Linked DNA regions of Mus musculus: all the other regions are linked to region 1. The links are chromatin contacts, called in public HiCAR-type, HiChIP or PLAC-seq and promoter capture Hi-C maps. All regions are on one chromosome and are shown on one strand. The core of a region is the stretch at or near the end of the contact, and the rest is flanking DNA. Distances in the headings are between cores, read along the strand shown.

Region 1 (3,954 bases), core at 1,295-3,794:
AAGAGTATGGGCTGGGATGGCTCAGAAGGTAAGAAGACCTATTACTTTTGCTTGAGGACTCACACTGGGTTACCAGCACCCATGCTGGGTGTCTCACACCCACCTGCAATGCTAGCTCCAGGTGAGCTGATGATTTGTCTGGATCACACAGATACCTGTGCCACACAGACACCTGTGCCACATAGACACCTGTGCCACACAGACACCTGTGCCACACAGACACCTGTGCCACATAGAAACCTGTGCCACATAGACACCTGTGCCACACAGACACCTGTGCCACATAGAAACCTGTGCCACATAGAAACCTGTGCCACATAGACACCTGCGCCACATAGACACCTGCACCACACAGACACCTGCACCACACAGACATCTTCACCATACAGATACCTGTGCCACACAGACACCTGCACCATACAGACACCTTCACCACACAGACACCTGTGCCACACAGACACCTGTGCCACACAGACACCTGTGCCACACAGACACCTTTACCACACAGACACCTGCGCCACACAGACACCTTTACCACACAGACACCTGTGCCACACAGACAACTGCGCCACACAGAGATCTGTGCTACACAGGTACCTGCAACGCTTAGACACAGGTGCCTGTGTAGCACAGGCACCTGTAACACTCAGACACACACACACACACACACACACACACACACACACACACACACACACAGAGTGAGAGAGAGAATTTAAAATAAATCTTTTAAATAAAAGAAAGGCAGGTCTCTTTGGATCCAGATGAGAGGAAGCACAGGGAAGGGGTTGACACGATAATGAAGCACGACTGAAATGCTGCAGCCAAGCCTAAGAGGGCAGGCATTGCCGCAGCCACCAGAGGCAGGGGCCAGGCAAAGGATTTCTGTGGAGTGTGGCCTTGGCAACCACATCTGAATGTCAGACCTCTTGCAGCAAGGACTGTGAAGGAACAAATCCCTGACATTGGTTTCTGTTGCCACAGACATAGGAGCCTAGTCTACCTGCTTCCCACACAGGCTTCTGTTTTAGGTATATCCCATGGGATCATTTGGAGCTTGAAGTTTAACTAGATACTTCTTGCTGATGAACAGTCTTCAACTTGTGTTCTAGTAGTATATCCCATTGCCTCTACCTTTGTAACAGTCTTATTTATGTGCCTTTGACAATGGGACTGCCCCACCTTGCAGACTGTAGAGTTTTCCCCATCCCACCTAGTCCTCAGAGGAAAGACAAACACTTTATACTTTGTTGTTTCACCAGAGCTTTCAGGCTTTGTATTTATATCATCAGGGAAAAGAATCATTTTATATACTATATAGCAATGTGCTAAATAGTAACAAGGACACAGTTCTTGCCCTCTCCCCCTCCCCCTCCCTCTGTCCCCCCCACCCCCACTCTCTCTCACAGAGGTCTGTGTTTGTCACTTTCTGTCACTCAGCGCTTGGCTTTGTTAGTTATCCAATGAGTTCCAGGTCCAACTGTCCGCTGAGGTTACAGATACCCCCACCTGCAGGAATGCTAAAGATCCCAACGACCACTCTGTTGAGTCATTTCCCAGGCCCGTAGGTTACAATTTCTAATGTCCCATAAATAATAACAACCATCGTTGTCTTCCATCTATAGGAAGCCTCTGAACTCTAGATGGCAAAACGGTCTCTACAATTTAATGATATAGCTTTAAGGTTGATTACAGGGCTCTTTAAGGTCACTTAAAGACTCTCTAATATACAGTGTGGGGGGGGGCACCTGTGTTTCCCTCAACAACATCCCACTGAGAGGGTTTTTTATAACTTCATAAGTGGAACGCTGAGCGGAGGGTTAAGTACCAAAATAAAACTGCATGCTCACTACCTGATTGATCCCTGGCCTTTCAAAGTTGTATTTCCACTTGAACTCAGTAGTGAGACCCCCGAACTCTAAAATAGGTTTAAGTCAAAACTCACTTGGGAGCTACCTAGCCCCAGGCTGTCATTCCTGGCCCATGGAGGCACTTTGCCCAAAGAATAAAGACGCTCAAATGCTCGCAAACGGTCATCAGTGGGAGGCCTCTCCAGAAAAATAACCTCCCTTGAGCCGGATAAGGATTTATGAGCTGTGAACCAACACTGCGGGTCTCACTGTCGCTCTAATTCCATCCACAGCGATGATCACACAGGCCGGACAATGCGCTGTGGCTGAAATAATCGAGCGGATTGAAGACTTCATCCAGACCCAATATAAATTCATGGTTCTCTGGAGAGAACCTCAGCTACGATCTCGAAATTCCTGTCCGCTCTATGGAGCGATCTGAGTGTAGCCGAGACCCCCAGAGGAGGGAACAAGCAGATGAGATTGACTTTTGTGCCCAGCGCGTGGGGACCAGGCCGGTCTCCCGTGGCCTCCAGCTGTCCGGGCCTGCCCTTGGGCTGCGGGCGCCTCCCGGGGGCGTCGCGGCCGCCGCGGGGCTTGGGGTTCGGGGCGCCGGGTCGGGGCGCGCGGGCTTCCCCCACCCCCGGAGGCGACCCCACCTCCCGCCCCCGCTGTGCGCGCGCGCGTGGGTCCGTCCGTCTGTCTGCTCTCTCTCGACGTCAGTGGGAATTTCCAGCCAGGAAGTGAGAGAGTGAGCGAGAGAGGACGAGAGAGAAGTACCGAGGCGAGCCGGGCAGGAAGAGGAGGTTTCGCCACCCGAGCAGCCCGGCTGCGCGCTGACGGCTTCCCGTGCCCTGCGCGCCCCCGGCCTGCCGCCGCCGCCGCCGCCGCCGCCGCCCTCGGCCTGCTCGCGGGCCGGCTCTAGCAGCGCAGGCCGGAGCTCAGGGCCCCGCCGCGCCCGGCCCGCCCCGCGCTTCTCCGCCCGCGCCGCAGCCATGGCGCGCCGCTGAGCCGCCCGCCCGCCCGCCCGCGCCCCGACCCGGCTCGGGCTCCCGCCGGTCCGCGCCGCTCCGCAGCGGGAGCCCGCAGGCGAGGAGAGGCCGCGCCGCATCTCCAGGGTAAGCCCCGGGGCAGGTAGAGGAACGGAGCCGCCAGCTCTCCGCACCACGGTGCAGCGGGTCCCACTGGCTCGAAGCTCCCGGGGTTCGGGGGGGGACTAGGGGAGAGCCCCAAGCAGGAGTCGCGGATCGAGCGGCCCCGGCTGCGGGGAAAGGGCACATCCGCACTGGGCGGCCCCGAGGCCTTGCGGGCCGGCTGGCGGGGCCCTCGGCGTCTCCGCGGGCGGGAACGGGAAGCGGAGAGGAACTCTTGCAAAGTTTTAGAAAGATGTACCCAAGCCCCTGCGGCGGGGTTGGGGTGGGGTGGTGGCGGCCAGGCTGAGGTCCGCCACCGGCCTAGGACAGATAGAAAGGTGCTTGGTGCAGTGCACAGCCAGATTTCACCAAAGGGCGGTCAGTGAAATGAAAGCAGAAGTGCCTGTCAGTCCTCCTGGCTGGCAAAGCCCTTCCCAGCTCCTAAGAATCAGTCCCTCGGGAGAACCTGGGGCCCACTTACCAATCTGAGATAGACACCCCCCCCTCCCCATACACACACATATCATGCATTCAGCTGCCAAATCTCAACTTTGATTTTCAAAATAATAAGGAGGGCCTCACACCGATTCTCCAGGGCTGGCATTTGAGAGAGAAATTACCTACTAATAGCACCTTTCAGACTTTTGATTACGGGGAAACTCTAGGATAATGGCACCATGTTTTGTGCCTGACCTCCAAAACAGAAAACGATACAAACATGACGCCTCTGCTACATGTAGGCTTCCTTCGGTCTTCTGAGACAGACACCAATCTTGGCTCTGTTTATGGGTCGAGTCTAAAACTTAAGTGGGACAAATGATAAAAAGATTTCATCATCTAGATTTAATCTGTTTTGTTTTTTTAATGAACTTTTAAAAGTAAAGGCCAACACTGCAGCTTTCTAAGTAAGCATATTTAACTAAAATTTTTGTTGTTTTAGGGCTGAGAACAACTTGTGGTGTTTATTAACA
Region 2 (4,188 bases), core at 493-2,992, 2.8 Mb before region 1:
TAGTTGTCAATGTTGAGAACGCTGTTTCTCATGGTTCAAATAGCAGAAGTCTCTTTTTGTCTGTTTAAAAAATTGTTGGAAATTCTGTTCAATCCAAACCAAAGACCACTTAATAACTTTTTCAAAATGAAATTAAAGTCAGTAACTCAAAACAGCAATGCCTGGACGCAAATATTCAATTCTCTATGCAGAGTTCTAGCCACTATAGGATTGCTGCTATTGAGGCTAACTCAATCCAAAGACAACCTGATTGGATACATAATGAAGAATGACAGAAGAATACTAGATGTCTCTGTCTTCTGTAAAGAAACCAGGATGTGTTTGTCACTGCCTATGTGACAGCACCCGCAATACAGAGTGTACGTGCAGTGGATGCAGGATCAGACTGCAGAGAAGTCCAATGCACATGCTGAGTGTTGCGTTTAATTCTGAAATAACTTTTGGTTGTTAGGCTGTCAAAAACTGCTTACTATTGCCAAAAATTTTGTTACTCCATATTTAGAAGTTGAGAGCCACAGTTTAGGAAGCTGGGATTTATACAGTTAGATGTCATATACAAACATATACACATATGCAGTCACTAATTTTCTTAAATGTATACATTTTTATTAAAAGTTTACAGTGGTTGGTTATACAGGAAAAGTTATTCAAGAAAACATGAGCTTTTCTGGTGTATTAAGGTGGAAAAGATTTTTTTAAAAGTCACAGCATTCCTCTAGCAACAAACAAACAAAAAAAAAAAATAGAAAACGGCAGTTGTTGTCTACTGATTATGTGTTTGAAAGATTTAGGCTACCGGGTTGTATCTGATAAACTCTAGAGCCTTTTAATTCTCGCATTTCTTTTCTTTTCTCTTTTGGTTTGTTTTCTGAGACAGGGTTTCTATGGGTAACCCTGGCTATCCAAGAACTTACTCTGTAGACCAGGCTGGCCTCCAACTCAGAGAGATCTGCCTGCCTCTAGATCTGAGTGCTAGGTTTAAAGTTTGGCATGCGCTACCACTACCCGGCTAACCCCCCTCAATTCTTGATTGGTGGAATTCGCTCAAACTATAAAATCAGATAATATATATATATTTTAAATCATCGATATTGAACTATCTGGCAGCTACTAGCGCTATGTATTTCAATAGCGGGGTGTGGAAAGACATGAGGAAGAGCGTATTTCAGTCCCATCTCGGTCCATTGATATTTTTTTAAGAATGAGCGTAATTTTTTCTTTCTTTTTTATTTTGAGGAGAACACTGGCAGAGAGAAGCGGAACTCAGAAAAGGGAATTAGTCCCCAAGAAGCTCCCGGCGAACCAAACTGAGGAATCCACGCCCTTCCCAACCACCTGCGAGTGAATGAAACACCGAAGGCTCAAGAATTTCACGCTCGGGGTCCCAACGTCATGGGGTGTAGGATCTCCGCTGACCCCACGTGGCGTCGCCGCCACCGCAAGCCTTGGGGCGGGGCAGGGGAGGCGGCGTAAAGGCTGCCGGGCGGGTCGCCACTACGCGTGCGCGGAGAGGGCGTGGCTGTCAGGGCGGGGGGTCGGCCGAACCGGAGGGAGGGGCGGGGCAGCAGGTGAGCGCGCGCTAAGGGGCGGGGCCCTGGCCGCGCGTGCGCGGAGGGGGGCGGGGGCGCGCTGCGTAGGGGCGGGCCCTGGTCCTCCCGGTCCGGCGCCTAGGCCTGCCATCGGAGCTCCTCCCCGGCTGGGTCCCTCTCCCCGCCCTGTGGCGGTTCCTCCCTCCTCCGGCAGCCAGGCAGCATGGCGGCGGTGGAGACGCGGGTGTGCGAGACGGACGGCTGCAGCAGCGAGGCCAAGCTCCAGTGTCCCACCTGCATCAAGCTGGGCATCCAGGGCTCGTACTTCTGCTCGCAGGTAGCCGCCCACCCCGCGCCCCTCCGGTCCTCCGCCTCTGGGCCTTGTCGCCTCCCGCTCGGGCCTCCGAGCGGCCCGGGCCTCGGGAGCCGGGAGCCCGGCCGCCGGCGCTCTCGGGGGCGGAAGCTGACCTGCGGCGGGTTCGGGCCAGGCCTCCGCGGTCCCGTGGGCGGCCAGGTGTGTGCGCAGGTAGGGACGCGCGGGAGCCGGTAGCCCAAGACCTCCGCCGAGCCGGGGTCGGGTCTGGACGCCGCTGGCCGCGCTCCCGGGGCTTCTCTCCGGTGTCTCTGCAATCCCGGACGGAGACGGAAGCGACCTGCCGGGGCCTGGGGGTGGCTGCAGTCTCCCGTAGAGGAGAGCTGTTTCAGTCTCACTTCTTTTGTGTTTTACTACCGCGCTTTGACATTTAAGTAACTTTGAGTGTAGGCGTGGAGAGAGGTCGGTGTAATTCATTCTTTTCCGTTGGCATCTCAGATTATTAATTTGAGAACCGGTAAGGTAAAGAGATGAGTCACTTCTGTTACTGAAGTTCCTGGAGTAGAAAGGACAGTCCCGCAGGGGTTGTGCTTCAAGGCTCCGACGTAGTTTTTGTGCAACTGAGCAAACCTAGCACTGAGTGGGGCCCTGACAGAAGTGTGTATTTATTGAACAGTATTTGTGTCCCATCGCGTTTCTAGACTCAGAATAATGGCAAGGCAAGTAGTAGATGGTTATTAGGCTCTTAGTTACAATTTGTTGAGGAGAAGAATATAAGTACGTTGGTAATAAACTGACAGGTTCCTGGGAGAGGGGAGTTAATAGGCCAAAGACCTTGGCATGCTAGTTTTTCTGAGAGCTTGAGTAAGTGAAATTACTTAAGTTCCCCAGTTTCAGTGTTACTCTATACAGAGAGAATGAGGGTACCTTTCATTCTGTATTGTACAAGATTGTGCTGACAATGAAATTAAGGAAGACCCTGTAGCCCTATCATTTAGAGACGTTTTGTTTTTTAAAGGATTCCACTACAATTTAATGCTGGTATCTAGATAAAGTTGAAGAAGAATAATTATGTCACCAGTGGTAAGTGATACATGCCTTTAATCGCAGCACTTGGGAGTCAGGCAGGCAAATCTGTCAGTTCTAGGTCAGCCTGGTGTACAAGCAAGTTCCAGGACGGCCAGGGTTCTGGGGTGGGGGCGGGGGTGGGGTGGGGGGAAGAATAGTTATATGAAAATAGCAAAACCAACTATTTTCTAAGATAAAATAGATGGAAAGATAAAATAAGATGAAGCCAATGATTAAAAGCCTTAGCAATTGTAGTAAACCATTGCAAGAGTCCTTCACTATTGTATGATCTTGCCTTTAGAGAGTATATGACCCTTGACCTTGCTGACATCACTTTCCAAGCTTTGCACTTGGAGGAGAGAGACCTGAAAATAGCCTTGGAGCTATTAACCTGGTGCAGGGCCTCTTGTGGCTTTAATGTTTTCCAGTTTAACTTAGTGAGTTCTGTGTGGAATCTGGATTTAAAACAAAAATTTGCTATGAAAATTGTGTGCCATCTGACTAGATCAATGTATATAGTTCGTATTCAGGGGTTTCAAGTTGAGAGGCGCTAGGTGTGGTGGCATACACCTTTAATCCCGGTGCTTTGGAGGCAGAAGCTGGCAGAACTCTACTAGGCCAACCTGGTTTACCTAGTGAATTTTAAGGCCAGCCCTTGCTAAATAATGAGACTCTTATCTCAAAAAAAGAGAAAGAAAACGAACAAAAAATGGCTGGGCTGGAGAGATGGCTCAGTGGTTAAGAGCACTTTCTGCTCTTTGAGGGGACCTAAGTTCAGTTCCCAGCACCACGTGGTTCTCACAAACTTCTCAGGCACCAGGCACATAGCGCACAGGCACACTTGAAGGCAGAGCATCCATACACATAAAATAGAAATGAAATCTTAAAAACCATTGGGTGGCATGCATGGGTTAATGTGTACTGACACTAGCTCCCAAATTGATTATCCAGTACCAAGAGGTCAGCTCAGAAATCACATACACATTAGGATCCTTATATGGACTGAGAAGGTCATATTTATATGTTTACAAACACACACACACACACACACACACAAACACATACACACACACACACAATTACAAAGTTATAGAGGCCATGAAATTAAGAGCAAGGAGGTTTATGGGAAGGGTTGGAGGGAGGAAAGAGAAGTGGGGAAGACAGCATAGTTACAAATTATGGAATATATAAATGCTTAAAAGCATACTGTCCATCGAGCATAGGTGGCATTCTGTTGGAACGAGTAGAGCATCCGAGATCTCTATGAGTGTAGTCTGT
Region 3 (3,829 bases), core at 436-2,935, 2.8 Mb before region 1:
CTCAACGCCACGGCCCCCGGCTCCCCGCGGGACGCGCCCGCCCAGCTCCCGCGCGCCCACCGGTGGGCTCCGCCAGCCCACCCTCCTCCGCAGCTCCAGAGCGCGGCCCGCACGAGGACCCCCGGCGGCGGGTCGCCGGCGACGGCGAGGCGCCGCTGCCTCGGGCTCCCTCTCCGGCTCTCTCGGGCCGGCTCGCCGCCCACCAGCCACGGTGCCCGCTAGGAGCCGCCCGCCCCACGCCCCCCCGAGACCCCGGGACCCCACGCCGATCCCCGCGCCCGTGTCCCGAGCCGCCCTCCGCCCGCCGCATCGCGGCCCCGCGCGGCGCCCCTCCCCCCACCGCCCCGGTGCCCGGGCCCCCACACGGCGTGTGCGCTCCACGCTGCCGCCGCCAGCCTCCCGGCGCCGAGGCTGCCCGCCGAAGGTCAGGCCGGGGGCGGGCAGGGACCGGACGCGGCGGGAGGCGCCGTGCGCGCCGGTAACGCCGTCCTGCGGGAGTCCCTGAGCGGAGGAAGCCGGAGCGCGGGGAGCTCGGGGGTGGGGGCCGAAGGCAATACTCACCGGTTCCACAGTCGCCATCTTAGATCGATCTGATCGCACAACCGCTCCTGAAGGGGGGGCGAGAGGAAAAAAATGAGATTCAAACCGGATTGGCCGGCTCCTGCCCACGTGACGGACGTGTCCGTTTGGCCCTAGCGGCGCCTGCGCAAGACTGCAGCTGCTTGGGGAAGGAGAGGCTTCTGGGAAGTGGAGTCTTTTTTTTTTTTTTTTTTTTTTTTTTTCTTAAGGCAAGAAGTTTTTTTTTTTCTTCCAAAAAAAAAAAAAGTGATCACGTGGTCGCTGGCGAGGGTGCGTGGCTCCCGGCGCCGCGGGCGCTTCCTGCCGAGTTGGATTTAGGCCTCTGCTGGGCAGCGGGCAGAGCTCCGGTTGCACTCACTGCGGGGCATTCCTGCTGTGCCTTCTGTCGCCCAGTCCTCCCATCTTTCCTAGAAGGTTGAGAACTGCAGGCTCAGCACACGCAAGAAGGCTTCATTTGCTTAGCTGAGGTCCTAAGACAAGTTGCTTTTTATTTAGTTTTTCTTTTCGCCTCCCACCATTTTCTCTTGGTTTCTGAAAGAGGCGGCGATGGAGAGTCGTTGATGTGGTCTGCGTCTCCCCAGTCCCCGGTCCACTAACGCGGGTGGTCCCTTGCTACCATCGCTGCCCAAGCGGGTGGGCGGGCTTGCCCCACGGTACCCTCTCACTCGTTTGGGGAAGGGGAGTGCACGCGTCGGCTTTTCCTGTTCCCAGTCCTGAGATGAAGGCGTCAGGGGTGAATCTTGCTGGACGTGAAAGTTTGGAAGTTCTGTCCAATCGGTTCCAGTATTCTGCTTGGACGTGGACGGAAATAGCCTACGTCCAGGTGCCAGCCAGGGAAGCCACTCGGGGCTCCGCTGACTCAGCCCTGGACTGAAGGTCAGGAGTCGTTAAACCGGGTCAACTATGACTCTTGACGTTGACTCATACTCCTTAGGCGAGTGACTTAATACGCTCAGTGCCTCAACTTTTTCATTTATGAACCAAAGATGATAATACACTTACCTCACAAGGGTGTGCTGTGGTAAGGACTGTAACCAGCTTTGAAAACGCTTCGGAATCTAGAAGCAAGCGCGTGCCTTCCTTAAGGACCAGCTCCCTCCGCCTCCGCTGCTGTTTTAGCAATCTTGCTTCTTGACCCTGGGTCTTTTGAAGCGCAGGATGGCCTTGAACTTGAGGTATAGGGGAGGATGGCCTTGAACTGTCGATCCTCCTGCTTCCACCTCCCCCCCACAAAGTATCGGGATTACTGGCGCGTGCTGGGCGTGGGGGTGGGTTGGGAGAGCACTTTTTTGCTGAGATAGGGATGGAACTCAGGGCTTCCTGAGCGCTAGGCAAGCACTCTACCAACTGAGCTATATCCCCAAGCCTTAACAGTGTCTTAAAATTTTCTTTTCTTTACTTTGTTGCGTACACCGATGCAGTTTTAAAGGGAATGTAGCTGCTCTCAACAGAAACTTCGTGTTCATGAACTTATGTTCATAACAACTAACAAACAGAACTGGCATGCTACATTTTCTTCTAAGTTACCAGGCCGTCAAAGCACTGTTGGGTAAAGTTCCTAATGAGGGAGCCAGGATCTCATGGCTTCCACGCAGCTTAAAAATGTTACCGCCAGGAAAAGCAGTGTAAGCAGGCTATCTCGTGTCTGCCTCTCCATGGCATTGCTGTTGTCCAGAGCTGTGTCATAGCTATTATTGAGTACATAATGGATGCTTGGGTTGACTAACACATAATTGAGGCTGTGTAAGAACTCAAAGCCAGTGCCTGCTCGTGTTTTTGTTTACCAGGATGGCAGAAGTGATTTTAAACGAAAGCTTCTGTTTAAGTTGGCGTGAGTAGATTCTCAAGTAGACATAGCTCTATGAACTAAACACATAGGTGAATTTCTATGTACAAATCTGTTAACACTAACCAAAGTAATTATAATTGACCCCTTATTTTCTGTTGTCTGTAAAGTGATGTCTGGTTAATTTCTATGAGAAGACAGCATTAGGGTGCTGAGTTGTAGCTCAGTTGATAGAGTGTTCATCCAGCCTAGATTCCCCCCAACACCACATAAACCCAGCATGCTGGAGGATCAGGACTTTAAATTCAGTGACATGGCAAGTTCTAGGCCACCCAAAGAAACAGGAGAATCTCTATCCAAAGAAAGGAAAAAGACAACCTAAATATCCTGTTTTGAGCTTCAGGGTTGGTTACAGCACAAACCAATCCATTGGCAAGAAAGTATCCTGACAAGCCTGAAAACCACCAATATAAAGTTTTTGTTTAAAATGACATTTGATTGTTTTTTTTTTTTTAACCTTCTTCCTCTGTTGTCAGTGAAGACTCATATTTTGGGCTACAGGTATAACTCAGGGGTAGAATGTTTGCCTAGCTTGCTTAAGATTCAGGATCCAGCCGGGCGTGGTGGCACACACCTTTAATCCCAGCACTCAGGAGGCAGAGGCAGGTGGATTTCTGAGTTTGAGGCCAGCCTGGTCTACAGAGTGAGTTCCAGGACAGCCAGGGCTACACAGAGAAACCCTGTCTCAGAAAAAAAACAAACAGAACAAAAAAAGACTCAGGATCTACTTCCTAGTACCCCTGTGTTCCCACAAAGACTTGCGCTTTTACAGTTTTTTTTTTGTTTTTTTTTTTTGTTTTTTTTGTTTTTTGGTTTTTTTGGTTTTTCGAGACAGGGTTTCTCTCTGTAGCCCTGGCTGTCCTGGAACTCACTCTGTAGACCACGCCGGCCTCGAACTCAGAAATTCATCTGCCTCCCAAGTGCTGGGATTAAAGGCGTGTGCCACCACTGCCTGGCTCGCCCCATTCTTTATAGTTTAAGTCATCTCTATATCTGTATATGATTTATTGACTATTTTTAAACATTTCAGATGTGTTTGCCTAGTGTCAACACTTACGATTTCATCTTGTCAAATATATGGGGGCTAGATTTTTATGTGTTATGTCGGTCTGTATACAATCACTTTCATTTTGCTTATTTATTCATTTATTTGTGGACCCAGAGTCTTGCTATGTTGTCCAAGGTGGTCTTGAACTCATAGACTCATAGGATCCTCCCATCTAGTCTTCCAAAGAGGCTGCAACTGAAGCCACAGGCAGCTGTGCCCAGCCATCACCTTACTACCACACCCATGCTTGTGCATGTGGTGGCGCACGCCTTTAATCCCAGCACGTAGGAGGCAAAGGCAGGCAGTTTGAGGCCAGCCTGATCTACAAACCAAGTCCAGGACAACCAAGGCTCTGT
Region 4 (3,639 bases), core at 264-2,763, 2.3 Mb before region 1:
TGTTTGTTTATTTATTTATTTATTTATTTATTTATCTGTATAGCCCTGGCTGTCCTGGAACTCACTCTGTAAACCAGGCTGGCCTCGAACTCAGAAATCCACTTGCCTCTGACTCCCAAGTGCTGGAATTAAAGGCATGCGCCACCACTGCCCGACACTTTATATTCCTCTGTCTGAGAGAACTATAGCAGCCAGTGTGTGCCGGTTCGTTATATGTGTGTTCTCAGAGCTGCTTCTCCCCAGGACTGCCTCTAGGCACTGAGGACTTTCTCACCAGAGAAAGCCAGAGTCCCAGGAACCATTGGGAAACAGAAGAGAGGACGGTTCCTAAGGAGACATTGGCAGCCTGTGTAGAACAAGGTCTTCGTTCTATCAGTCTCTTTAGGATACCAAATGGAACAGCCCTCAGATGAACCCTAGTTCATCTTGGGATATTGGAGGGGGAACATGCAGAGAGAGAGCTCTTTATCCATCCACTGATACACATCCAGGCAGATGGAATTTCCTCTTTATGAGTCTAAACACCACTGCATCCAGGGTAGTTCAGCCTACTGGGTACACCCCGGACAGCGTAGCTCAGCCTACTGGGTACACCCCGAACAGCGTACGTAGCTCAGCCTACTGGGTACACCCCGGACAGCGTAGCTCAGCCTACTGGGTACACCCCCGGACAGCGTAGCTCAGCCTACTGGGTACACCCCCGGACAGCGTAGCTCAGCCTACTGGGTACACCCCCGGACAGCGTAGCTCAGCCTACTGGGTACACCCCCGACAGATGCTGTTCTTTAACTTTCTTCTGCCTTCTTACTCAGTCCTTTGCCTTGTTTGTTTTTTAAACAGGGACTCACATAGCCCAGGCTGGACTCAAATTCACCAAGTAGATGAGGATAGCCTTGAACTTCTGACTTTTCTGCCCCTACCTCTAGAGTGCTGGGATTACAGGATCTTATGGGGTGCGGGGATGGAACCCAGGTCTTTGGGCATGTTGGCGACAGCCTCTGCCCCCAAACCTTCTTCCATAAGAGAAACAAGTGTTCCCCTACAGAAACCTCAAGGGAATATTGGAAAGAAATCCTGAGCCAGTACCAGAAACAAAGTAGGTTAGAGCAGGACTGGTTGTTTACCTATAATTTTTTTAACCCCTTCAGAAGATGTATCTGACGTCGAAGCTTCCTCGGTGTTCCTTGTGCCGCTGTGTGAGGTGGGTGTGCGCGTGCACATAGCCCCCTCCCCGCCCCCCCCCCCAAACTACAGGCAAACCCTGGTAAGGAGAAGCTACAGTTTGGACTCCTAGAAAGAGTTTGACCTAATCGCCCCATCCTGGTTGGGCGGGTGGTCCTTCTGTTTTCTTTGGCAAAATCTAACTTGACAATACGTTGTGGTGACTGAGGTGCTCTGCTGCCAGAGGGGTTAGTTAGCACACTTCCTGACTGACAGAACACCCCTGCCTATGCCTCAGGCCCACGGTGGCAGAGGCAGTGTGGGAGGAGCAACCAAGTTTCACTTCCTTGCTAGCCAGAGACTCAGCCCCAGCCGGCTCCTGCCTTAGCGAGGAGGAGCAGCGCGTCCAGCAGCAGCCGATCCCATCTCTCTCTTCATACAGCACCTGGCGGGGAGTCAGCCATCAGAAGCAAAGGAACTTATGGGCAGAGCAGAACTTCTAGGAGGGAACATGAGTACCCAGGATCCCTCAGAGCTGTGGGGCAGAGCAGATGGAGGCACAGACCTGCTCCAGGATTTGGGGTAAGAGCGCTTTTTCGATGAGTACAACTTCCCAGTTCCTTGAAAAATCGCCGCTCTGACCAGTGTTTCCAGGATTCGAGTCTCTTCCCACTGCCACCTGATGGTCGTCTACCTGGCCAGTTTAATTGACCTGTAGGAACTTCCTTCTGGGGGCGCTGATTCATTGTAAAAGTGTAAGATATTTTTCTAAAAGTGAGAACAGTTACACTGAGAGAATGTGATAAAAAAAAAATCAACTTTTGGGCATCCTTCAGCAGCTGGGGAGTGTGCATACAATCGTCTGTTTCTTTGATACTGGGCTAGTTTATCATTAAAGTGAGGTGGAAGAACTCTGAGTGCACCTCTTGGCAGTGAACTGTGTCACTGGTTCCATAAACAGAAAGACTACACGGCTGTGAGTAAGAGGGATTTTTTTTTTTTTTCAAAAGAAAAAGAATGAGGAAGTTTGTACGACAATCATGTTTCTACGGTGCCTCCTTCTCACACAGCAATGGGAGCTCTTTCATAGCCTTTAGACACAAGATAACAACAGCCTGGCTTCAGATAGACAGGTTTAGGTTAGGTGACATCATCAGAGTTCATCAGAAGGGACCCTGATGACACAGCTCATCCGGACATTTAGTAAAGAAAAAAGGGCTACTCAGACAAGAAAGGAGGTTTCCTTGGAGACAAAGCCTTGCACCTACACGCTTGTGTTTCCCAAGAGAGAGGACTCTGGACCTGTTGTCTACCTAAGTGGCTGGAATTCCTCATCACCCAATGACATAAAGACATACTGTCACCTTGCATAGGATGGCAATAAACACGAAAGGGTTTTAAACCCCATCTTATCGGTCACATCAGTGAAATAACAAAGCTGAGACAGCTACCTGCCAGAGGCCCCATCCTCCTCTGAGAATGGGTTGAAATTTCTGTTTACACTAGAGATTGTATCATTTTATATTGTGTTACTGTAAAATTTCTCACGGCACTATGCTGGCACAGCAAGTAGAGGTGCTTGCGGCTAAGCCTGGCTAAGCCTGAGATTGAGTCCTGGGACCCACTCGGCAGACCTCCACACAGATGATATGTCAGACGGGTACACACACACACACACACACACACACACACACCATGCACACATGTAATGATAATTAATAAAAAGTCTAAAAGCAGCTCTCAATAATTCTCTGTTTAAATTTAAAGCCAAGGACCTGTACTGCCATTTGGTATTGACAGCTAGGATTTTCAATAAGGGAAACTCCTTATGAGGTCTTCAGAGCTCCAAAAACTCTCCACGTTTCTCTTCAAATAAAAAAAACAGAATAAGGGCCTCTCTGGGAGCATCCAGCCCAGAATCAAGCAGTTCAGAGCCGACCTTACTGGCCAGCTCCCAAGGTTTGTACCTGTGTTTTTTGCACTCTCCAGCCTCTGAAGTTAAGATACCCAAAGGAGAAGAAAGATCCAGAAAATATTCAACTCTGTCTCTTTAATTAAACAAATCCTATCCTGAAAGCAGGATCTAAGCTTTGGAATTGTCAGCACACTCAGGACACAAACATACCTGACCATGTGTCTGGGGACAGGCAGTGCAGGTAAACCACAGGCTTCCCTTCCCAGGCAAAGAATAGACGTCTGGTACTAAGTCCGGGGACCCTTATTATTATTATCACGGAATAAATGGTACGTTTGTATCCAGATCTCTTTAGTTCAGAAGACCTGAACATTTTCTTGAATGTCAGAACTTGGTCTCAGAAACAATGCAAACTTCAGTTGTTGAAGAAACTGCTCTATAGTGTGGGTTTCAACTCTCTCTACATGCTAGACAGACTAAGGAACTTTTTATTTGCTTATTTTTATTCTTGTTTTTATACTTGATACAGGGCCTAATATAGCTTAGGCTCTAATTCAAGGATG
Region 5 (4,223 bases), core at 887-3,386, 2.5 Mb before region 1:
TAAAACCCTGAGGATGGGGGAATTCTGAAGGGAGAGTGCTACTGCACACTGTTGACAGATGGCTCTAAAGGCATTAAATAAAACTCAAAAATGTATATGCCCAAAGGCATGAATAGTGGAAAAAACAAGACTCAGTAATGCAAACTTAAAAGCAAAATTGAAATTAACAGGAAAACATTTTATGAAACATATTTTCAAGAGAGCACAGCTCTGAAACTTGAAACTCAGTTGACTTATTCCAAACCGAGAGGATAACTTGAGTAGATATGGGATTTCATAGAATTCTAAAAGAAAACGAAGAGAGTAATTTCAAAGTTACTAACTCCTCTGGTCTCTAGTACTAAATTCCTATGAAACAAAGCAATATTTATCCGTGGCAATACTTTTCAGTAGTTTCTCTATGTTCAAAATTTTGAAGTGTTGAGCTGCCTTAACTGTGAGAATTACAAAAGCCGTGTTTTACAGCTCTCTGACACCAGGGGGAGCCTTTGTCTTTCACATCTAAAATGTCTCCAGTTAAATTTAACTTGACCTATCACAGAATAGTAACATCTTTGAGCAGCCTATCGTGAGCTTGTCCTAACATTAATGTGTTTTATCAATTCTTGAAACACTGTACTGGGTGTTTCCTAAGCTTTGATTAAATAAGCCAGACTACTGAACAACACATGAAATATGTTTCATTTTATAAAATACATGAATGCAGATAAAATACTAGCTGGCTGTCTTGTTTTGTCTAGACTTCACCAAGATAGCTTCCGCTCCGACTGTCTACTAAGTAATAGAGTAAGAATTTGATGCATTATGTAAAACACGGCACTTTTGAACACACGGCTTTAGTTTGGGTCACGAGGTGAATCTCTATGGCAGCGAGTCTGAGGCTTCTCCCAGACCAGCAGTGATGCTTAAAGCACATTTTAATCCACTAATCCAAGTCTAACAAGTATTTAAGAACATTTTACAGAAAGATAAAACAACTCTGAGACTTTACTTTAGCATATCTTAAAAAGAAAAAACCTGGATGGTTAATTCTTGGATATAAGTTATCAGACAGGATTACAAAACTCAAAACTGAGTAATACTGACAAAGACTATCTGGTGTGGGGAAGAGCATACGTCACTTAATGCCAAAGACAAAAACCCGGCTGTTATCAAATCGACTAAAACGGCCCTCGTAGTCTTTAAGCTTTCTTTTCGGTAACTCTAAAATCAATACATGCCTACTTCAGGGTATTTTTATGTTATTTTATTTTTTTTTATTTTTAAACGCGTTGGTCTGTACCGCAGTAGCAATAGCCCTTTGTTCAGTTGTCAAAGTCCCTTTGGCTTGAGTTCTGGCTTGGGAGGGAATCTCAGGAGAGCTTTTTTTTTTTTTTTTTTTTAAATGAGTAATTTTACATCTCCGGACACGCAACCACATTTTAAACACAAAATATTTCAGTGGCAACCGGTAACGCGTCCATCTTAACCTCATCCTCAGCTGACCACGAGGCCGAGCCGCCTGGGCAGCAACTGCCCCTCGGCGCCCTTACATGCGACGGCCTGACCCAGGGAAGGAAAAAGAGGAAAAGAAGGGAAAACGGCTCGCCTGCCCTCTAGGCGCAACGCAGCGTTGCGACAAGCTACCCTGAGACTCCACATGGCTCCTTTCTGCCACACTTCCGGTAGGGACTCTCCTAAACAACAGAAACCCGGAGCGCACACCGCGGCGACAACCGGGCGCGCGCACGCCCCGAGCGGGGCCCTGCGCCCGCGAACGAACCGCAGCTGACCAATCACGACTCTGGAAGACGGCACGTGAGTGGCGAGGGGCGTGGAAAACGCACACCTGACGCCACTTCCTCCGCAAACCGGCAACTACTTCCCAGGCCCTCACCCTCTACTCCGGAAGCCTTGGTTGCAGCGGAGGCTAGGGTAGCTCACGCTCCTTTGGCATCCGAAAGGATACCAACGGGCAGGGGCACGACAGCCGCAGTGCCATATTTACCGTGCCGCGGGGCCGGTGGGGAACGCCGGGGTGCGGTTAGAAAGCCTTTCTGAAGTGTTCTCGGCTCCACGCGGTCGTCCTCCTTCAGAAACTTCAACTCCCAGAGGCAGAGGCGGTGGTTGCGCGCCCGGTTACGGCACTTACGGCTTACGTCATCGGACTGCGCTAACTCCAAACCGGAGAAAGAGGAGGAGCCTGTAGGGGGCGGGGTCTGGGCCTGGGTTTTGCGGGAATGGTTAGTGGCTACCGCGAGGCGTTTTTCCCGGTCAAGCGTTGCATTTCTACCCACAGGCCTGTGTAAGCTCGGGTCTCGAGGCGAAGATCGCCCCACTGAAAGAAATTGAAATGCGAAACAGACGAAATGCTCTTATTTTTTTCTGCGTTGAGAGGATGATCTAGTATTGCCCAACGTACTTCTAATTTATGTAAGAAAGTTACCAATGGTCTTTCATAAGTGAAAAAATTGTAAACTGAAATTTTTAATAGAAATTCATCGAACTTAGGAATTTTAAAGTTTTCTTTTTATGTCCTTAGTAAAACATAATACTTTACAGTCCATCCTTTGAGGTTTTGTTTATGCTGTTTTGCAAAACACTAGTGATATTTCATCGTTTGTAAATACTTGACCTTATATAATCTTTTTGCTAAATATAGACCAAGTCAACCGAGGGAAAAAGAAAAACCAAACAGTTGGGTAGGTTGGTCTTTTTGTAGTTGTTTTGTTTTAATTTGGCTTTTCTGATGGATGAATCTGTAGAATTTGCAGATAAAAAACTATTTTTCAAATAAAGACCCATCATTAGATTTTTCTTGTTGCTTGACCTTTTGAACTTGTTACAGGCTCTTAAATGAACTGAATCGTCTCTGAATTTAGTGTGTGGGGGAGATCTTTTTTAAACTCTGTTTTTATTTGGAAAAAGATGTGGATCACATGCTCTGTGTTGTGGATCTCTCAAATCTTAGAGATTTCTGTTAACTGAACATTGGCAGTAAAATGTGAATCCACTTATGAGCTGTTAGTAGGGCATCTTTTTTCGGCTGCCTCCGTATCAGGGCAGAGAGTAGCTGAGGGAGGGTTAGTAACTGGATATGGAGCCCTTCACATGTAGGTCATTAAATTCAGGCTGGCAGAGTGGTGTGCCAGATCTTTCAGCAGCTGTTCTGTTGCCCTTATGGGATCTGTCTTTAAAATAACGGTACAGTTTTAGAGGTAATGCCTAGCATCCTTGATATCTAAAAGAGTTTTTAAGTTAGGAGAAAAATCCTCATTTTTATGATGTGACCAAATTTGACTTGGTTATTTGATCTCATGGTTGCAGAATCAATCCAAAGTATGAAAAAAAAAAAAAAAAAAAGGTACGAGTAAAAACTGCAGTTTAGCCAAAGAAGCATATAAAAGTTTAAGATAAAGTCCTGTGATGTAAGGAAGTCATTGATTTATAAAACTCAGGCTTGTTTAACACAGTTGACAGTTCATTGTCTTTGGCTTAGGATTTTGTACAGCAATGACTAAATGATTGTCTCCATCAAAGAAGTAGAGGATCCAGAAGTGAATACATACTTAAGATGCCTGTAGATAGAAAGGAAGACATGAATGTTTCTTGAGCACATAGTGTCGGAGATTTTGTAATTTTGCTCCATCTTGGAAAGTAAACATTTTTTTAAATGAAGAATTTCAAAGCTGGGGGCAGTGAAAGCAAAGAGCCAAACGTGAAGGTTTTACACATTGATGAGCAGTGGTGGAGTAAGGAAGAAGGGCTCTACCCAGCTTTCTAATGTGAACAGTGGTAGAAATATAATTCTATTAATTGGGTAATTTAGAGAATACTAGAAGAAAACTGGATTTTAAGCAAACATAGCAAGCTTGGATTTGAATATCTGCGGAGTCTGGGGAGTCTGCCTAAGTATGGATGGGCTTAGGAGTCGCTGTGCTGCGAAATGAGTTAGACACAGGTTTGGGTTTAGGGGATAAAGCAGCAGTTATCAGGAAGAAGAGTGAAGTAACGTGTAAGATAAACACACGAGAGAGTAAATGTGTAACCTACGAACCGTATATTATTTTCATACTAATGAAGTAGGTTTTAGATGATTTCATCACAAAGGAAACAGTAGTTGGCTGTCTGTGAGCGATGTGACATGTTAAGTGGCTTCACTATAGTGGGCTTTCTCCTGGTCATGTGTAGCTCACAGTGTCATGTCCTATGCCTTAAATGTATGCAGTAACATTTATAGAAAA
Region 6 (4,122 bases), core at 1,178-3,677, 2.8 Mb before region 1:
TGGAGAGGCCAACTTGAGGAAGGGCAGGTGTGGGGAGGACTGTGATTCTGTGGCAGGAAGACTTCCAATGCTTTCTCCTTGACACCGCCCTTTGGGGTTTCTCCCACAATGCCTTAGCTGGACATTACCTTAATCCGAACTTCATGAGCCTTTGGAGGGGCCACTTCTATCTCCTCTATGGAGAGAGGCTTTCCCGCCTCCCAGGCGACTGCAGCCTTACACCTGATCACCTGAGGTGGGGGAAAAGAAGTAAAGTTTATTCTCCTAGATTAGTAATTACTTCACGGGCAACCAAGATAATGATGCTGCTCATGTTAGTGTGCCAGGCTGTGGAGAGGGTCCAGGGCGTACAGCTCCTGCCCGTGCAGGCCTGAGGCCCAGAGTTCAGCTCCCCAGCATAACACCTGGAGGCAGATCAAGCTGGCTGGATCGAGTAACTGGCCTGGAGAGCTCTGGGTTCAAGTGAAAGACCCTGATTCAATGTATGGTGGAGCAATTGAAGACCTGATGTCAGCCTGAGACCTTGACATACCCACCTGTGAACACGCATAAACATAAACACACACACACACACACACACACACACACACACACACGCTACAAACTCAGACACACGCAAAGCTAAATAAATAAAACTAAATTGAACAGCATATTCACAGAAAAGCTTATAACCTCTAAGTGAGATGGAGAATTGTTTTTAGGTCTCACATAAATCACACAGTGAATAACATAAAATTAAAGGGCCAGATACAGTGAGGCAAACCTTTAGTCCCAGCGCTCAGAGGCAGAGGCAAGTGGCTCTCAGTGAGCTCGAGGCCAGCTAGATCTACACTTCAAGTTCCAGGACCGACAGGGCTACATGGAGAGATTCCATCTCAAACCTTCCACCCTAAACCACCATCAACCAGGACAACAAATATGTGCATATATATTATTTATATTTAAATTGTGTATACATATATATAAAATCAAAGGGCTGAAGAGATGGCTCAGTGGTTAAGAGCACCCACCTACTGCTCTTGCAGAAAACTCCAGGTTCAGTCCTATGCATCTACACTCTCACAGCTACCTGTAATTCTAGTTCCAGAGGATCTGTGCCACCCCCTGGCTTCCACAGGCTCCTGCATGCATATACACACACACAGGCACACACACACACATCTTAAAGGAGGGTGGGAGGTGGGGAAGAGATGGAGGAGGAGGAGGAAAAGGAAGAAGAAGAGGAGGAAAGAAAGAAAAGGAAAGAAGACTATGGAATACATGTCCCAAGCTGGGGTGTAGCTCAATGGTAGAGCATGTGCCTTGAATGCACAAGGCCTTGGATTTGAGTCCTAGCACAACAATGGACAAGCCAAGCAAAATCCCACCCAGAGTCTTTCACTAGGTTTGGCAAGTAATTCAAGGTTAGTATTCAAGCTTAGTATTATGCGACCTAATTATCTTTTCCTTGGGATGGCTTATATAGCATCACTTTAGTGCAATACTTCCCAGTGGAAAGGATCCTAAGAAATATCCAAATGGGGGTAAAAATACTATAACCATCTCTTATAACTGTGCTAACTAATGCATTAGCCATTTGCCACAGGTGGCTATTGAACACTATAGATAAAGGACAAGTGTGAACTGAAATCAGGTATGATGTAAAAATTTGAAAGCTTAGAAGAGTGAAGAATATCTCAATTTAAAAATACTTATAACGTGGAAATAATATTGCGAGTATCAGGTTGGGTAAACATACCATTAGAATTAATTTTATGTGGCTCTGTAAAGTTTACAATTCCATATGAAATTTATATCGCGCATCTAAAGCAATGAGCTACTAGAGCGATTACACTCAGTACAGACCTTCTTAACCACGGAACCAAACCTAGTGAGAAATGCTGGGTTTTGATCAGTTCACTTGACGCTTATGAAATGTGTTGACAGAATAAAGGTTGCAAGCCACTCACTGGGTTTACTGGAGATGGACTTGAAAGTCAAATAACGTGATTTGAAAAAAACAGGTACACCGTGCTGCACGTAGAAAGCCAAGGTCGAAGGAAGGGCCTAACTTTGCTTGGGAGTTTTGAGCACGGCCCGCGCTCCAAATCTGATCCTGCAACCCGGGCGCGACCCGGGCAAGTTCTTCCGTCCCGCGTGACGGGCGCGGGCCTCAGCCCACCGGGCTCCGGCGGAGCAGAGCAGAAAGCAGAGCTGCTCTCCAAGCGCGGCGCCGAAACAAAGCCTCCATGCCCTCGCTGCGGCTGCGCTCGCCTTCCCCGGCGGGCGGCAGCGGGCCACCCGGGCGTTCCCCTCCTCTGCTCCGGCCCACCGCGCGCCTCCATACCTGGTTCGCCATGGCCGCTAGTTCGGGATCGAGCGCTAAGGTTCACGAGTGTAGCGGAACCCGGGTGAGGGCTGGACCGTGCGTGAGGGGAGGGGCTGTGCGCGGGAGGCGGGCCTTCGATGTAGGCGGGGCGTACGTGAGGGCGGGAGGAGGTGGCTGTGCGTAGGGCGGGACTCGGCTGGGAGGCGGGCCTAATACCGGAAGGGCGGGGCCCGCGTTTCGGAGCCTGAGTTTCGGCTACTGCGCTCCGTTGCTGGGGAGGCAGTAGTTTTGGGGCCGTGAAGCGCTTTATTCCAGGCTGGCTCAACTGAGCCCCTGCAAAGCATCTCTGTGGTATTTCCTTGTCTAATTTTCGTGCAGTCTTTGTACGTTAGACGTGAGAGAAATATAGCGTGTGGTAACACGTGTGGGAAAGCACGTGTAGAACAAGCCACGCCTTCCGTGTGTCCCTGTCCGCGGTCCCCCCGCCCCCCTCTTCCCGGGCTTGCACGCGCTAGCTAGCGAGCTACTGATTTGCGGGTTGCATGCGCTAGCGAGCTAATGCAGCCCCTTGTTTTGCGGGTCTGGGTCCAGGACGAGTCAACACTGCGGCCCTCAAGGGCTTTGAAGGAACACTAGAGGGAGAGGTGCCCATCCTAGCAACAGCCCGACCTCGGATTTCAGCAGGTTACGACCAGGTCCTGGGATTTCAGGGACCATCGGACACGGAGAGAAGTTTTCAGGAAGGGAACCGAGGGAGCAGAGTGGGCCCCTTTTAAGAGTGGACCAACTATGTGGAGACAGAGGCTGCTGTATTTGCTGATGTAATCCCAAATGCTGCTTGTGTTGAAATGTACCCACTAAAACACCGCATTTTGTCTTTTTCATGGCTCATTTCCTGATTACACACTTTAAGGGTTGACATTCTCCACGGTACTGTTCAAAGCCCTTCTCTCACTTCACACTAACTCACACCCTGGCTTTTAACGTATATAATTAATAGGATGATCACCATAGTCTGTCTCCAGTCAGGGTAGTGTTCCTAAACTCCAGGCTTGAAGTACCAAGCCAGTGTGTATTAGGGTATCTCAGTGCTTAAAACCCAACTTACTTAAAACTAATCTTGTATTCGTGCCTCCTAATCCTTTTAAATGATTCCAGTGTCTGGTGATTAAAATATTCAAATATACAAGCCATTTCCAGTCAAACCACCACATGTGGATATTATAAGTTATACTCCTGTAAGAAGTTGAACAAGTTGAGGAATTCATAATTCTTACAGAAGTGAAGTCACGCAGGGAGAGCTGCTGCCCCCCGAAACAGAAACAGGAATACAGAGAATCACAATCCATCAGACTAGAAATTCATCATTGCAAGAAGCAGTACTAGGGCCAGAAACTGAAGAGTGATTGACCTATTGCTGTAGGCACTTTGTAGTTTAGTCTGACTTTTGTAAACGACGGAGGATGCAGTCATGTGGAGTGGAGTATTCTCATACTTTGAGAAGTTTATTTTCACGATTTTTCAGGGAAGGAGGGAGAAAAATTTTCCTACTGTTTCCTTTAGAGCAGTGTTTGTCACGTGTGGGTCATGACCCTTCTGGGGGTCGAATGATCCTTTCATAGGGATCACGTATCAGGTATCCTGAACATGAGATATTTTCATTACGATTCATAACAACCAGATGATAGTTATGAAGTAGCAATGAGATAATTATGGTTGGGGTCACCACAATATGAGGAGCTGTATAAAGGGTTGTAGCATTAGGGAGGCTGGGACCACTGCTCTAGAGGTAGTATCAATGTAAACATGTGTGT
Region 7 (3,858 bases), core at 1,126-3,625, 2.4 Mb after region 1:
CCAGCACCTTGAACAAACACCTGCAGTGATTCTCTCTGCATCTGCAACAGCCAGTTTCTGCCTTTTTGTATAGACACTGGGAAGCCCTAAAACAGCTACAGCCTCTTTTAACTCTTCTGCAGCCATTCTGTAACCTACACATAGAGATGTATTTACCACAGGGTGTGTATGCGTGACCTTGGAGTTAGCAGTAACTAAGATTGGAATCGAGAGCCTGGTTTGAGCTGGGGAGATAACTAAATTGGCAAAACCCTTGGCTGTGCAAGCAAGCAGTAGGATGTGAGTTTGCTCCCCAGAACCCAGGTAACAAAACCAAGCAGGATGGTGCATGCTTATTGTCCCAGTCCTGGGGAGGCAGAGACCAACAGATCTCGGTGGCCCCTGGCCATCTAGCCTCACCTACCTCCAGATCAGTGACACGCTCTGCCTCAAAAAATACAATAAACAGCACCCAAGGATCAAGACGTCATACTGCTGGCATGCACCTGTGCACAAAGAACCTGTGTTTGCCTGCGCCAGTAGTCAGGGGTAAAGTGGGGCTCCATAAACCCCATGCAGCGTCTCAATTTACTGTTATTCCATTAATTCTGTCACCGTAGAAAGACTACTGTGTTTCTGATAGGAGACATTCATGACATATTACTGCACTTATTGAAAACCCAAGACACGTCCACCGTATTATACCCACAGGCTTTTCTGCTTGGGCTTTCTGCCATTATATAACAGCATCTCTTCTGGAAAACACTCCCAGTGGCTGTTACATTGTAACTTTGGGAATATAACCCATTCAGAAATGAGCACACATATTAAGGGCTTCCCTTCCTTCTGTTGTTTTATTTTTATGGTTGCTCTTGTTTGGAGACTGTTGTCTACCCAGGATCCGGTTGTGTACACACCCTCTTTTAAAAGACCTAAATCCATCTCGCCTCAACAAGAAACAAGACAGGGTCTCTTGTAGAGGAGCAAACAGAAACTAATTGTGAAGAAACTATTTATTATAAGATTTATTACAATGACAAGAGTTTGCCATTCGAAGTGCCCCATGTGTTCAATCCAGGAGACAGAGGGAGGTGTACTACTGTGAGTTCCAAGCTGCCCAGGGCTGCCCAGTGAGGCCCTGTCTCAAAATAATACAAAAAAAAAAAAAAAAAAAGAGTTTAAGCTAGGTTTGCTCCTTTATCACAAAATAATCTTCAACCTTCAGCTCCAGAAAAGTAACTGTAAAAATCAAAGTACAGTTATTAATGATTTCAAGTTATACTATAAGTCCGGTGACTTCTTTGAACATACATAGCCGCTTCTGCAGCCCTATCTTATAGGGGAAAAAAATTCTAATACTTAGCAAGTTAAGACACTCATCCAGCATGGGGGTCTCGGAACAAGATTTAGCTTCACCTCTTCAGGGCGGAACCTCCTAAGAGGTGTGCACAAGCCTTGACATTGCAACCGCTCCGCTACCTGGTATTAAGTAAAGGAGGCCTGAAAGCAACCCATCTACGTGGCTATTTTCACGCGATTGTTAACGAGACCTACAGAGTGAAAAGAAAAAGGAAAGTGGCCAGGAGCTTTTCTGTCTTTGGCGTCAGCCCAGGGCAGCCCAGACGGCCCTCTTTCTAGGTTTTGCTCAACGTACAGGGCAAGAAAAGGCACCACATTCTCGCCAGAACGCCGGCCAATCTCCTGCTTGTGGATGGCATTCAGGGTGCAAACTTTTAGGTTAAAAACTCAGTTGACTGTTGCTGTTTTTAAGTTAACCTTACCAAACAAAAGGTTTCGTGATGGCGTTGTGCACACAAGCCTATCCCAGCGCCTGGCTCACATTCTCCTCCCACTTCCTCCCTGCCTGTACGCCTGCGCTGACAGCAAGGTCGCGGTCGCAGGCAAACTCGCTTTCGGAGTGAAGACCCCGGTCCCCAAAGTTCTGCGGCCGTACGGAGGCGGATGGGCTTAGCAGCGCCCAGGAGGCGGCGCGGGCGAGCGGCGGGCCACGGCGCGGAGGTCAGCGGGAGGAGCTCAGCGCCGCGGGCCGGCTGCGGTCGCTGCAGAGGGCGGTTGGCCCCGCGCCACCCTGCGCACCGAGACCGGTCCCCTCCGCAGCGGGCTTGGGCGCGGGCTGCGGACCCGGCCGGGCAGAGCAAGGCAGGGCAGGGCACGGCGCCGCGGCCCCTCCGCCGGCCGGCGCGGAGCTGGGCGAACGACTTACTGAAGAACAGGCGGTAGTCCTGCGAGCGGGGATGGCCCAGCTCCTCCGTGCGGTACAGGGACATGACGCGGCGCGGAGGGCGGGCGGCGGCCCCCACGCGCCACCCTCGGCCGACGCTCAGCAGCGGCAGCAGCGCGCGCATGGCGGACGGTCTGCGAGAACCGCAGGGTCGGTGCTGGGCCCGGCGCGGCCGCTCGACGGCGCCCCCTGCCGCCCGGAGCCCGCACTGCCTCCCCGCGGTCGGCCTCAAGTGGCATCAAGTCCCACCCTCTTCTGCATTCCTGGGGCCACCTACCTCTCCACTTTGCTCCACAAGCCCTCAGAGGCCGAAGACCATCAAGACAAGGACCTTAGAAGCCCCAGGAATTCACCACCACGCACCCACTCACACACTGTCAGTGTCTGCGGTCAGACTTTGATTACATTAATGTAGCACTTGGTTGCATGCATACCTCCAGAAATTTCTAAAGGAACATCCAAGCCGGAAGGAGGGAGTGTACACACACGCGCGCGCGCGCGCACACACATACACACACACACACACACACACACACGACTATAATGTATAATGATCGAGCGTCCTTGTGAAGACATCTGACACAGATTTATCCTAAATCTGTAATTCCCTCAAACGCCACTTCCTCCATAAGGCCCTTTAATATTTAACCCAAGTACAGGTAACTTTTAACTTCTCTGCAATTGCATACTTCACAAGTATTTCTGTCTGGTCCGGTGGCCACAACTAGTTACAACAGCAGTCTTTGCAGTCTGGTCCAGTAACAACGGGAGCTGTGGTTCTAAGGAAGGAACCAACCATTGCCCTTTTCTGTAGACCAGTTGATTGGGAAGACCTCACTGGAATGGTCTTCCGGACCTCTACCAGTTTCTGCTCCAACTGTGAGCAAGGCTCACATCCTCACCTACTGGGTTCTTTCTGCATCTAAATTGTGACAGTTAAAACCCAAACTGGTTTTACCCAGGTTTCAGAAAGGATCTCTTAGAGGTGCCACTAGCCACTTAGACATTGCTTAGCCTAGTCTCTAAAAAATTTTGACATTAGTGGCTTTGTAACACGTCAACATGATTAGGCGGAGTTGCAAGCTAAGTTGTCCTATAAAAAATGGAAACATTTCCTTCCTGCGTTTATTTCATTGATTTATATGATTCTGCCTATGTTAAAAAAAGAAAGCTTAAAATTTCACCTAAACTTCAAATATTGGATATTTGAGAAAGAAATTCCTACTGAAACAAGGTTCTGGGCTGTCTAATAGTCTAGATTCTTAAAATTAGCATCAAATTCCGGGTATGTGATTTAGGAACATATTACTTTATGGCATTAAAAAGAAATGGCTTGATTTTGAACATATAAAATCTCATCTTTCATTTTCTATAATTTACTGAAATACCTGTGGATCAAAACCGAATATACAATACATGTTATGAGAACAAAGTTGGCTTACTGGTTAATTTTAAAATACAAATTTCTGAAGATATTTATTCAACAATAGTTGTCCATTTCAAATGTAGACATTTGGAACCTAACTCGCTGAATTTCCTCTGTGGACATCTGTCACTATCATGTAGCAAGTGTGGGGGTTTGAATAGGTAAGGCCCCCATAGACTTATGTGTTTGAATTACATAGGGAGTGGCACTA

The links. Promoter capture Hi-C pulls out the DNA fragments that hold promoters and counts their contacts. HiCAR-type assays count read pairs that join an accessible place to other places. HiChIP or PLAC-seq counts read pairs in DNA pulled down with a chosen protein or histone mark.
Region 2: a promoter capture Hi-C map of pre-B cells shows a contact between it and region 1. The contact joins the promoter of Metap1 here to the promoter of Nfkb1 in region 1. A contact is called at or near these places in 3 of 39 promoter capture datasets (cranial neural crest, liver and pre-B cells), 1 of 484 Hi-C or Micro-C datasets (liver) and 1 of 9 other capture datasets (adipose tissue).
Region 3: a promoter capture Hi-C map of liver shows a contact between it and region 1, with 2.7 times the contacts expected there. The contact joins the promoter of Eif4e here to the promoter of Nfkb1 in region 1. A contact is called at or near these places in 3 of 39 promoter capture datasets (liver and pre-B cells), 1 of 115 datasets of contacts at active chromatin or transcription factors (embryonic hindbrain) and 1 of 9 other capture datasets (adipose tissue).
Region 4: a contact with region 1 is called in an H3K27ac HiChIP or PLAC-seq map of bone marrow-derived dendritic cells, with 11 times the contacts expected there. The contact joins the promoter of Dapp1 here to the promoter of Nfkb1 in region 1. A contact is called at or near these places in 3 of 39 promoter capture datasets (the C10 cell line, hippocampal neurons and liver), 1 of 484 Hi-C or Micro-C datasets (spermatogonial stem cells), 4 of 115 datasets of contacts at active chromatin or transcription factors (bone marrow-derived dendritic cells, embryonic forebrain, pro-B cells and 1 more) and 1 of 9 other capture datasets (liver).
Region 5: a contact with region 1 is called in a HiCAR-type map of astrocytes, with 6 times the contacts expected there. The contact joins the promoter of Trmt10a here to the promoter of Nfkb1 in region 1. A contact is called at or near these places in 8 of 39 promoter capture datasets (cranial neural crest, embryonic stem cells, frontonasal cranial neural crest and 4 more), 2 of 115 datasets of contacts at active chromatin or transcription factors (astrocytes and embryonic stem cells) and 1 of 9 other capture datasets (liver).
Region 6: a promoter capture Hi-C map of liver shows a contact between it and region 1, with 6 times the contacts expected there. The contact joins the promoter of Adh5 here to the promoter of Nfkb1 in region 1. A contact is called at or near these places in 4 of 39 promoter capture datasets (hippocampal neurons, liver and pre-B cells), 1 of 115 datasets of contacts at active chromatin or transcription factors (astrocytes) and 1 of 9 other capture datasets (liver).
Region 7: a promoter capture Hi-C map of pre-B cells shows a contact between it and region 1, with 4 times the contacts expected there. The contact joins the promoter of Ppa2 here to the promoter of Nfkb1 in region 1. A contact is called at or near these places in 2 of 39 promoter capture datasets (hippocampal neurons and pre-B cells) and 2 of 115 datasets of contacts at active chromatin or transcription factors (astrocytes and large pre-B cells).

The regions. Positions count from the first base shown.
Region 1 is chr3:135,690,137-135,694,090 of GRCm38.p6, reverse strand. Nfkb1 (nuclear factor of kappa light polypeptide gene enhancer in B cells 1, p105) reads left to right here and starts at 2,544. Exons shown (of 25, transcript NM_008689.2): 1 at 2,544-2,968.
Region 2 is chr3:138,486,936-138,491,123 of GRCm38.p6, reverse strand. It overlaps Metap1 (methionyl aminopeptidase 1), which reads left to right and starts at 1,742. Exons shown (of 11, transcript NM_175224.4): 1 at 1,742-1,866. The coding sequence starts at 1,753. Gm32553 (a long non-coding RNA gene) reads left to right here and starts at 3,063. Exons shown (of 2, transcript XR_001784010.2): 1 at 3,063-4,188.
Region 3 is chr3:138,524,047-138,527,875 of GRCm38.p6, reverse strand. It overlaps Eif4e (eukaryotic translation initiation factor 4E), which reads right to left and starts at 1,685. Exons shown (of 8, transcript NM_007917.4): 1 at 1,582-1,685; 2 at 562-608. The coding sequence starts at 579. Mir1956 (microRNA 1956) reads right to left here and starts at 1,455; the gene lies at 1,391-1,455.
Region 4 is chr3:137,979,423-137,983,061 of GRCm38.p6, reverse strand. Dapp1 (dual adaptor for phosphotyrosine and 3-phosphoinositides 1) reads left to right here and starts at 1,513. Exons shown (of 9, transcript NM_011932.3): 1 at 1,513-1,743. The coding sequence starts at 1,643. All of the region lies in intron 2 of Gm19708 (a long non-coding RNA gene), which reads right to left.
Region 5 is chr3:138,141,361-138,145,583 of GRCm38.p6, reverse strand. It overlaps Trmt10a (tRNA methyltransferase 10A), which reads right to left and starts at 2,136. Exons shown (of 8, transcript NM_175389.5): 1 at 1,988-2,136. It also overlaps a transcript of Mttp not described here.
Region 6 is chr3:138,441,398-138,445,519 of GRCm38.p6, reverse strand. Adh5 (alcohol dehydrogenase 5 (class III), chi polypeptide) reads right to left here and starts at 2,427. Exons shown (of 9, transcript NM_007410.3): 1 at 2,327-2,427; 2 at 129-230. The coding sequence starts at 2,338.
Region 7 is chr3:133,308,627-133,312,484 of GRCm38.p6, reverse strand. It overlaps Ppa2 (pyrophosphatase (inorganic) 2), which reads right to left and starts at 2,375. Exons shown (of 12, transcript NM_146141.2): 1 at 2,204-2,375. The coding sequence starts at 2,345.